Regions from separate parts of the Gossypium arboreum genome. Here region 2 is linked to region 1. The links are chromatin contacts, called in public Hi-C maps. All regions are on one chromosome and are shown on one strand. Each heading gives the region's core, a stretch centred on a gene start, on an enhancer-like site or on the middle of the called end of the contact. The rest is flanking DNA. Distances are from core to core; before and after follow the strand shown. Region 1 holds the start of LOC108478731 (phosphate transporter PHO1 homolog 3). Region 2 holds the start of LOC108478268 (2-hydroxy-palmitic acid dioxygenase mpo1-like).

Region 1 (5,722 bases), core at 390-2,889:
TTCGTACAATTAAGTAGCATACTAATGTTGTCAATTTGTACAAATAAAAAATAAAAATAAAGCAATTTTGTAAATTCAAAACGGTTTATTGTGTTTGACCAGAAAAAAGCAACAAACGGTTTCTTATTTAAGATGTAAATAATAATTAAATTATCAAAATGTTTTCTTATTTCATAGATTACTTTAATTATTTAATGCTTTGATTTTGTCCATCCGTACTACCTAACAGAAAGAAATTTTGATAACTTCAATTCAAACGATGGGTCTCCTAATAACTAAAACTCCCAACTTTTAATTAATTAAATATGAGATTTGATTTCTTATTTCTTACTTTACCTTAATTAATTCAATGTTTAAATAAAGAAATTATAACTAGGAAATCAATTGAGATAGTTTTAAAATTTAATTTAATCTATTCATGTAATATTTTGTTGGACAGAAATCATATAATTTTTTTTAAAATTTTAATAATTCCAATTTTCATATAATTTCTTCTTAACCCAAAACTTTTTTATGAGCCCTTTTTTTATAATTTATTTTCTTAACAGAATTTGTAAAGAAAGAGACAATAGTCAAAATCATTGAACAAAGATTTGACAATTTTGACGACTAACCCTATAATTTAAGCGAAACGCGATGAGGAAGAATATTCAAGAAACTGGTTCTAATTTTTTAGGACATTATTAATTTTCTTTTTTGGTGTAAAAAATTGTTAAAAATTTCAAAGAAGAAAGAGAAAGCAACATTTTTCTTCACCTGCTACATTAAACTAAGCCTAAAGTTAAAACAGAAAAAACTTAAATTTGACTCGATTTAAAAAACCCTCCAAAATACAAAACCAAGGTTTAAGATATGGTCAACCATTGTTTGTCTTAAATTCTAAGTGGTCAGACATGTGAATGTTTCTTCACGTCAAAAGGTTCAGCTCCCTGCATACATGCAAAGTCTAAACGGTCATGCATTCCAGCTCACTCTGTTCCCCATACCTAAAATGTTATTTATTGAATTTCACGATTTTATTTATAAAAATATCTTTCATAAATTCTTTTTTGTCTAGAACCATCTCATTTTCTTATACCTCAAGTATTAGAGCGAACCATTCTTGGTAGGCATTACAATAATATTTTACTCTAATATTTAGGGGTGAATATTCAATCGAATCGAATAAATATTTTTAGAGTTAGCTGAGTTAATGAATCTTATTTTACCATTCTAACTCAATTTAAAATTTTCTCGAATCGAGTCAAGTGAGATGAAATTCGAATCAAATCGAATAGAAAAAAATAATTTTGGGTACTTGTAGCTACTAACACCTACCATAATTAAATTTATTGTTAACTTTTATCCATTAAAATTTTTTATTAATTTTTTCGAATCGAATCGAATTTTAGTCACGCTTACTAATATCAAATATATGCTTCACGATTTTATTCACAAAAATGTGTATCCATCAATTTAGTGAAAAACAATATGAAATGAGCTCAGGGATCCCTTTCTATTTCTAGTTCATACTAGTCCTCCGTTTTCACGTAAATGCATGGCCTGCTAATTAATAAATGGCCTTATACAGCTGCCAACCGCAATGGTAGGTGTTACAGTGTTGATTTTTTAACTAAAAGTTGAAGTTTCTTTACGTGAACAGTGAAACGAAAAGTACTGAGAAAGGATATTAAAGAGAAAAGGTCAATGTTTTACGTCTATAAATATGCACACAAGGACGTCAGGTCGAGGCCAAGCTAATTTCCCTCTCCTCATTGATTTTCTTTCAAACCCATTTTCCAGACATTTCTTCAAGCTTCGTTTTGCACTCTGTCTGCTAAGTGCTAAGCAGTAAACAAAAACGAAAGAGTGGGTAAAAGATGAAGTTTGGAAAGGAATTTGCATCTCAAATGGTGCCGGAATGGCAAGGGGCGTACATGGATTATGATTATCTCAAAACCCTGTTAAAAGATATTCATACTTTCAATCAAAGAACCAAACAACAATCCATCCCACATGGGCTGAAACGCAGCCTGTCAATGTATAGAGCTTTCAGTGGGTTGTTGATTCACAGGCATAGTCAACACCCACCCACTAGTCCACCTTCACCGGATGTGGAAGAACAACCAATTTTGGTGAACTCCGTGAACCGAAATGGCTCCCACAAGGTTGAAACAACGTTCCTTATGCAAGGAGACAAAGGTGGAGAATACGAATTGGTTTACTTCAGAAGGCTTGATGATGAGTTCAATAAAGTGGATAAGTTTTACAAGTCCAAGGTAGCCGAGGTAACGCAGGAGGCTGAGGTCTTGAACAAGCAAATGGATGCCCTCATTGCTTTCAGAATCAAAGTGGAGAATCCTCATGGATGGTCCTGGCAAGATCAGTCCGGCGACTTGACTCGTCTTGCCTCCGATGTTGCCATGTCCACTGCCACACTCGCAGCTACGATTCCGGCCGGTGCTAGAGCAAGCGGCAGTAAGTACTAAGTAGTCAAGCATTGGTTTAAACTAAAATTAAAGCTGGTGAGGCAAATTTTGTGAATACCCCTTTGTTGTTGATTTGCAGGAAGATCAGTTGAGCACATGGAGATCATCGAAGAAGGGCCAAGCGTCCACGATGATTCAGATGAAGATAAGAAAGATACTGTAAAGAAAGATAGCGGAGAGCAAAATATTGAAAAACCAGTGGGTAGTAAGTTCAAGAAACATAAACCAGCTCCATTGCAGATACTAGACCGTGTAAAAATGAATAACACACTTGCGACGCCTCGATCCACCATTAAAGTGTTTCTAAACGCCCCTAAACAGTCTGATTTGAAGTTCGATAGGGAGAATCTCAAGAGAGTTGAGAATAAACTTAAGCGAGCTTTTGTTGAATTCTACCAGAAACTTCTCCTCCTTAAAAGTTACAGGTACTGATCAATGCTGCTTATTTTAACACTTTGTTTGATTTCATGAAATTGTATTTGACTTTGTTTCCCATTAAGCAGCTTCTTAAATACATTGGCTTTCTCAAAAATCATGAAGAAATATGACAAGGTATGTATACCTCTCATTTATATGCCAAATCATTCGATGATTAGATTTCTGTTTTTTATGAACAATGTTTTGTTCTTCATCATTGCAGATTGCTTCAAGGAATGCTTCAGAATCTTACATGAACATGGTGGATAGTTCATATCTAGGAAGCTCGGAAGAGGTAAGCTTTCTTTAGTTACTAAAATAAAAGCAGTAAAGGTACTGCCAGTAACTATGATTTAATGGATGATTACTGATAATTTAAATGTTGAATCACAGGTTACAAAACTTATGGAAAGAGTTGAGGCTACGTTCATCAAACATTTCGCAAACTCAAACCGCAGCAAAGGAATGAATGTTTTAAGACCGAAAGCTAGGAAACAGAGACATACAACAACATTTTATACTGGTAGAACTTTGAACTTCACACATATATATGTAGGAAATTACAAAAAGCAATTTCGTTTCAATAGATATATAACTCTCTGCAATTCTTGAATATTTCTCAGGTTTCTTTGCTGGATGCACAGCTGCTCTCATAATAGCACTTATTTTGGTAATTCGTGCTCGGCATATCTTGGGTCATGACGGAACGGACCAGTACATGGAAACCATGTTTCCACTTTACAGGTAACAAATTAATCGTTTTGGCTTAGAATCCTGTCCCAGTAATCCGTATATTAAACAAGCCATTTGCAAAACATGTTGCAGTTTGTTTGGATTCATTGTTCTACATACGGTAATGTACGCTGGCAACGTGTACTTTTGGAGACGGTATCGAGTTAATTATGCCTTCATATTTGGTTTCAAACAAGGAACTGAACTTGGGTACCGAGAAGTGCTGCTTGTCAGTTTTGGCCTTGCAGTAATGTCACTTGGTAGTGTGCTCTCAAATCTTGATATGGAGATGGACCCCAAAACTAATGATTATAAAGCTTTCACCGAAATCGTCCCTTTGATCCTGGTTGTGGTAAGATCATTGAATTCATTCATAACATTTTTATATATAATGTATATATAAACTTACAACCGACTTTTCAACGTCTTCTTTCATCTGCAGGTGGTGTTTATTATACTGTTCTTACCATTCAACATCCTGTATCGATCGAGTCGTTTCTTCTTCCTCACTTGTTTGTTTCACAGTATCTTAGCCCCTCTATACAAGGCAAGTTTGAACTTACCCGTTTTTGATGATACTCCTATTTGAGTTTGAGTAACTTATGAAGTTAATGATGAGGTTTAATTTAATCTGAAAATTACTTTGAAATTGCAGGTCAGGCTTCCGGATTTCTTCCTGGCAGATCAGTTAACTAGCCAGGTTTGTGACATGAACCTTTGATATCAGAAAACACCAAGACATTGTTTGAAACGGTCTTTGATATTCAAAACACTGTTTTGTTTCAGGTTCAAGCATTTAGAAGCCTTGAGTTCTACGTTTGCTACTACGGTTGGGGAGATTTCAGACACAGAGAAAACAGTTGCAAAACCAACGATGTCTTCAACACTTTTAGCTTCATTGTCGCTGTAATTCCTTTTTGGTCTCGCCTTCTTCAGGTACTTGATACAAATTTCAAACTTGAAACAAATACTATATTCCGCCATTGACACCGACAAATAAGATTTAAGAATGATTTTGTTCACCATTTTTTTTCCAGTGCTTGCGTCGGTTTTTTGAAGAGAAAGACACCTTGCAAGGTTACAATGGGATAAAATATTTCATCACAATTGTAGCCCTTTGTTTAAGAACTGCTTACAGTCTGAACAAAGGGTTAGGTTGGGAAATATTGGCTCTCGTGTTCTCAGTGGCTGCTGCCATTGTTGGTACTTATTGGGACCTTGTCTATGATTGGGGACTTCTCCAACGCCATTCTAGGAATCGATGGTTGAGAGATAAACTCCTTGTACCACGAAAAAGTGTCTACTTTGGTGCCATGGTAAGTCTTAAGAACGAACTCGAAACTAGCTCGTTGCTCTCTGTTATCCGTTTAACCAGGTTCATTGATTGGAATGCAGGTCCTGAATGTTCTGCTGAGATTTGCATGGTTGCAAACAGTGTTCAATTTCAAGATATTTGACTTGCACAGACAAACCGTGACCACCATGGTCGCCAGCCTCGAGATCATCCGGCGAGGGATGTGGAATTTCTTCAGGTAACACAGCCAAGTGTCTTCCTTCCTTGTTATCTTATAAATTCAAATCTTAAACATTGACCCTGACATGTTTCTGAACGTTATTTCCAGGCTAGAAAACGAGCATTTGAATAATGTCGGTAAGTATCGAGCATTCAAGTCCGTGCCATTACCTTTCAACTACGATGAGGATGAAGATGAAGATAAAAATGAATAAATTGTTTAGAATTCAACAAGAAATGTACAAGAATACTAGTTATACATGTACATGCATTTGTCATATATATAAATATTTGCAGTAAAAAGAAGATCAATTAGTGAATTGGGTGATACACTTCCCTCTTTCTGCTTTCAACATACTAAATTGACAAAAACAAACTAACATATACAAGTAATCTAAACAAGCAAAGTTAATTTAAAGGGGCGAATATGATTTTTCATTGTAATTTCAACTTTTCCTCTGTTTCAACACATTTAAGTTGTATAAATACCCTCAGCTCGTTATGAGTTGTAAGCTTTCCTGAATAGATCACCCGTATGCTTTATCTTCAACGTCGCAAGTATGGTTCTTCTATGTCGTAACATACCCATCCC
Region 2 (5,581 bases), core at 2,911-5,410, 180 kb after region 1:
TTGCTATATTGAAAGGGTGAAACGTACCATTCATATATGGAAGTGCTGCTTGGAGATGGGATTTTCAACGTAGATGGTGAGCTATGGAAGAAGCAAAGGAAAACAGCTAGTTTTGAGTTTGCATCAAAGAATTTGAGGGATTTCAGCACTGTAGTCTTCAGGGAATATAGTCTACAACTCCATTCTATTCTAACTCAAGCTAGCTTCCATAACCAAGAAGTAGACATGCAGGTAAGTAAAACCTACCATTTCAGTCAAATGCCGTTGCTTTTGTCAGATAGATTGAGCTGTGAATTCAATTTTCAGGATTTATTGATGAGGATGACTTTAGACTCCATTTGCAAGGTGGGGTTTGGTGTTGAAATTGGAACTCTGGCTCCCACTTTACCAGATAACAGCTTCGCTCGGTCGTTTGATACTGCCAACATCATTGTTACACTGAGGTTCGTTGACCCACTCTGGAAATTGAAAAGATTTCTCAATGTGGGCTCCGAAGCTCTACTTGGAAAGAGCATCAAAGTCATTGATGACTTCACTTACAATGTCATAAGGAGAAGAAAATCTGAGATTAAAGAAATTCGAGAATCTTGCAAAACCAGCAAGGTGAAGTGAAAAGGGTTGCTTCCTTCTTTACATTCTTTCCCTTTCTTTTCCCCAGAAAATTTATCCTAGAAACTTTCTTTCTTGGTGGAAAATTTCAGATAAAGCATGACATATTGTCAAGATTTATTGAGCTAAGTGAAGATCCAGAAGGAAATTTAACTGACAAAAGTCTTAGAGATATTGTCCTGAATTTTGTGATTGCTGGCCGTGACACAACAGCTACGACTCTCACATGGGCCATATACATGATAATGACCAATGCTCGTGTAGCTGAAAAGCTTTACTCAGAACTTAAAGCTTTCGAAGAAGTACAAGCAAAGGAGAAGAGGATTTCATTACTACCATGTGACTTGGAAGACCCTGAATCCTTCAATCGAAGAGCAGTGCAATTTGCAGGCTTGTTGAATTATGATTCACTGGGGAGATTGTATTATCTGCATGCAGTGATCACAGAGACACTACGTTTATATCCAGCAGTTCCCCAGGTATGTAGCTTCTTCCATTTCAGTCAGTAAATAAACAAGAAATATTATAAGGACTTAAAGATGTATTTCCTTCGATCTCAGTTCCCAAAAAGGCTTGAAAAATTGTGTCCAAAAGAAGCATCTGATATGTCCGTTTCTGGTTTTATAACCAAGTAAATGTTGTCGGTGATTACAGGACCCCAAGGGCATCCTGGAGGATGATATCTTGCCCGATGGAACCAAAGTAAAAGCAGGAGGCATGGTTACTTATGTTCCCTACTCGATGGGTCGGATGGAGTATAATTGGGGCCCTGATGCAGCAGTATTCAGGCCTGAGAGATGGCTAAAAGAGGGTTGCTTCCAAAATGCATCTCCATTCAAGTTCACTGCATTTCAGGTATAATATGCAAAAGATCTTCATCCTTTGATAAATACAAATTCAACAAACTGGTAGAAAGCAGATTGAACTAAGTTTTTTGTAGTTTCTTTACATTGAATTCATATATAATCTATGAAAGTTCTCAACTCTATCAAAGAACACTATAAGCTTATGCTACAACATGGTGGCTAACTGGTTCTTGTTTTCTAATGTCATGCAGGCAGGACCAAGAATATGCCTTGGAAAGGACTCTGCCTATCTCCAGATGAAGATGGCATTGGCCATTCTGTGCAGGTTTTTCAAATTTAATTTGGTACCAAACCATCCAGTAAAGTATAGGATGATGACTATTCTATCAATGGAGAAAGGTTTGAAGCTCAAAATAGCCAGACAATCTTGTTGAGGTGGCCAATGGTCTACTTCTGGTCAAAAGTTAAACTATACCAGATGTTGTCCAAACGATAATATATACTTTAGAATTTTGCAAGCAATCAATTCGGATTCTTAACTAGAGAACTCCTCTAAGCTCTGCTGATAATTGCAATAAGGAATACCCTTTTTGATAGAAAAGGCATTATAAATTTAACGGCTGAATAACTAATAAATAGATAGATAACATATGTTGCAGTAACGATCGATTTCAAACAAGCTCCAAAACAGCATGTAAATCTGTTTCAACATGCAAATCCTTCCAACTCTGGCAAATCAGGGATAAAAAAGAGTGGCTATTATAGCCATTTCATGTGAACATATTCATTGTAGCTACAAGCTGATGAACTGTCACTTCATGTGCTTTGAGTCACGATTTGTAGAATGAAACATTAAATGTATATTATGAGTTTGTTCTCATTTTCTACTCAAAGAAATCACCTGCAAGCTAATGTCAATGGATGCAGTATCTAATTAAGTAATTTCTGCTTCTTTTCTTTCCATTCATTGATTTCAGTTTCGATCTTTGCTTGAACAATTGCATGAAACCCAGGGTACGGTTCATAACCAAAGAAGGTTTGAAGAGCCTGAGGAGCAAAGAATAAGAACTTATGAATAGGTATGAAGATCAATCACCTTTTTTTTTCCTGTCCCTTTTCCTTTATTTTGAAAGAGAAAAAAGGAAGATGAAATTACCTCAAACAGCACAAAGAAGGGAGCCATTATAAAGGCTTGAACAAGGTTATCCAATAAAGCTGGTGCTCGTTTCTGTAGCATATTAATCGAAATTTAGGAGAATGAATGTATGATCGAAAGGCATTAACTTTTTGTGTGTATGTGCTTACATGCATGAATATACACATGTATGTATTATTAGAACTCATTACCTCAAAGACCCCATGGCCAATGAACTGTCCAATCCAGCAGAAAAGTTGAACCGCAAGAACGACCTAAAATTGGTTTCAATCCAATCCAATCCAATCCAATCAGAGTAAAGCAAGATAAAGTGAACTTGCAAAATGCAAATTCAGAAACTACAGCAATCAGTTGGAAGAACCAGTGTAACTTGTAAGCAACAAACGGATTGAAACAAGAAGCGTCTGAGATGTAAGTGCCAATGCACTCTATAAAGCAACAAGAACATGCACATGTTGCAGCCATAGAATTTTACGAGAACAGCCATAAAACATTTAGGCAAAATGATCAACTGTTTTTAATTTGTCTGGAAATGTTATGGATTGAGATTCTCTAAAAAAAATTGCAGCTGAGAGGCCAATAAACAATTAAAGATCAATTTCAATGATTTTCAAAGTCCAAGACCATGCTTGGGAATGAAATGGAACCAAAGACTCCATTAGCATGTGGGAATGATAAACTTTCCATGTTTTGGAATAAATTCCAGACGCCACTTATGTTGTAGACTACCATACAACACTAAAGTGAAGCCATCATTCAAAACATTGAAACTTGAAAGGATGCTCCAGAAATAGATCTCTTTGAAGGTCTGGTTCTTTTAGAATAGAAATGCACCCGTATATTTTCAGATTCTTATAAGCAAAACAATGTGTGTGTCAATTTTCTAACACTTTGGAGTTTGGGGGTATGCAGACCCTCCTCCGTGAAAATAAAAAATGAAAAGGATGCTTAATATGACTGAGTCAACCAGAAACCAAAACCAATAAAGAAAGGCGTAACAAAAGGAACAAATTTGTACCTTCCAAGCAAGAGAAAAGCCAAGTCGAGTTGCAAGAACGCTGCTAACAATCCAACAAACCCCGCAAAGTAAGGCAGCCAAGGTTCCAGCTTTGACATCCAAACACATGTAAAACACAGCGTAGACGAAAGCAAACAAGAACCCAAAGTTGAAAATCAACGAAACATGGACTCCAAACAGAGAGAAATTAATATGAGGGAGATTAAACAGAGAAGGAGTGAAGTCAAGAAGGAGAATTGCAGTGAAGAAGATTGGCCAAACAAATAACATGTGAATTACTATGTTTGTTGGGTTGCTATGATATGCACCATAAAAAGCAAAGTGCTTTTCTAGATTAAATAATTCAATCCTATTTCCCATATTCAATTTTCTTGCAAATTTTCTCAAGAAAATTTCTGGGTATGCTGTAAAAGGAGAATACTTGAAAAGCTAAAAATTTTGCTTCGTAAAACAGCGGAAACAAAGTCCTTCTTTACCGTTCAAAAGAAAAAAGTCGTTCTTCTTGGTTCATCAAGGGCCAAATCAGAGAACTAGGACGCTTGCCATTTGACATCCTCATTCAAATATTTATAGTAAAAGTTCTATTTTTTGTTTAATTTAGTCAACGAGTAAACTCTAGAATTAGTTACCCCACTATTAGCATGGTTTTGTTTTCCTCATCTAACTATTAAAATTTTTAATTTAGTCACTAACGTTATAGATCATTTCTATTTTCGCCACTCATGTTTTAGATAGTTCTATTTTGGTGACTCTCTGTTAAATAGTTAATGATAGTGATGATTTTTATAATCAGTATAAATAACACATTTATTCTTCAATATTAACGCATTCTATCAATTTGATCTTAATTTTAAACATTTCAATAAATTTAACCTCCATATTTTCAAATACTTTCAATTTGATCTTCAAACATGTATAATTAAATATAAATATAATTATACCAAACGCATATAATTAAATCTTAATAAACTTATATCTAAACTTTTGGTTTTATAAACTTCATTTATAAAAATGTTTGGGTACCCAATTAGGGAAAAAAAGTTTATATACCACTTGTGACAAAAAAAAATGTTTAGATACCAAAATGAGAGAAATGACATAATTTAGGTATGCTTAATTCGTATCTATTGTGTTTTCCAAGCAACCCACGACACATTAGCGAATGAGGGAATATTGATATACCCCTATCCGTATCAAGACATGTAGCAAGCCAAAAAGACACTTAAACAGTTGGTTTGCCACCAGTAAACCAGAAGGCTACTCGTGAGCTCTCATTTCTTAGATGACCATCCAAACAAGCACATACCATCCGTCATTCGGATCCCGAAGCATCATTGGGAACATGAAATTGTTGGTCACCGAACATTTTGTGGGATCAATTGCTTTCTCCCATCAATTCAGAATGAATGACAAGATCTATAATGTCATAAACATTCTCATCCTATTGAAGACATCCCCTCCACGCGCTCCGTAATAATGAGTAAATGGCAAGTTAAATACGTTAACGCCATCTTACATAGGACCTTTTCCTATAAATACATCCAGGAACAATGAATAAAGAACCGATTCTCTAAGGATATTAAGCCTACACTTTATCAACACTCCTTTTCAACTTTCAACCCTTTATACTTCTTTCAACTTTATTTTCCTTAACCTCTTACTTTTCACCCTCACTAAGTGAATTGACCTCTGTAACAACCACCACTATCTCTTTTATACTACATCCTTATTATTCACTGTATCAACACTCTTCAATGTAAATAATCATTTATATTATTTTTTAGTCTTTTGTGAAAAATAAAATAAAATAAAAATATAAAAATAAAATAAAGAACACATAGATTTTTACGTGGAAACCCTTTCGGGAAAAAACCACGGACAGAGGAGAAGAAAATTCACTATGTCGAATTTAAATCATTACAAGAGGAATAGACTATATCTATTTATAGGCTTCTAAAGCCATATTCTAGTAAGACTGAAACACCTTATTCT

What was found. A called contact is a pair of places that touch in the nucleus more often than the background predicts.
Region 2: a contact with region 1 is called in a Hi-C map of leaf, with 2.6 times the contacts expected there. The contact joins the promoter of LOC108478268 here to the promoter of LOC108478731 in region 1. A contact is called at or near these places in 2 of 5 Hi-C or Micro-C datasets (both in leaf).

Annotation. Positions count from the first base shown.
Region 1 is chr12:104,964,915-104,970,636 of ASM2569848v2, forward strand. LOC108478731 (phosphate transporter PHO1 homolog 3) reads left to right here and starts at 1,640. Exons shown (of 13, transcript XM_017781201.2): 1 at 1,640-2,457; 2 at 2,548-2,893; 3 at 2,972-3,020; 4 at 3,109-3,180; 5 at 3,279-3,408; 6 at 3,509-3,629; 7 at 3,711-3,969; 8 at 4,060-4,164; 9 at 4,273-4,317; 10 at 4,404-4,553; 11 at 4,655-4,933; 12 at 5,013-5,149; 13 at 5,240-5,450. The coding sequence starts at 1,860. The coding sequence ends at 5,345.
Region 2 is chr12:105,138,398-105,143,978 of ASM2569848v2, forward strand. LOC108478268 (2-hydroxy-palmitic acid dioxygenase mpo1-like) reads right to left here and starts at 4,161. Exons shown (of 4, transcript XM_017780706.2): 1 at 3,590-4,161; 2 at 2,763-2,825; 3 at 2,572-2,643; 4 at 2,028-2,462. The coding sequence starts at 3,949. The coding sequence ends at 2,346. It overlaps LOC108478267 (cytochrome P450 704B1), which reads left to right. Exons shown (of 6, transcript XM_017780705.2): 2 at 16-231; 3 at 307-603; 4 at 702-1,088; 5 at 1,264-1,464; 6 at 1,667-2,428. The coding sequence ends at 1,849.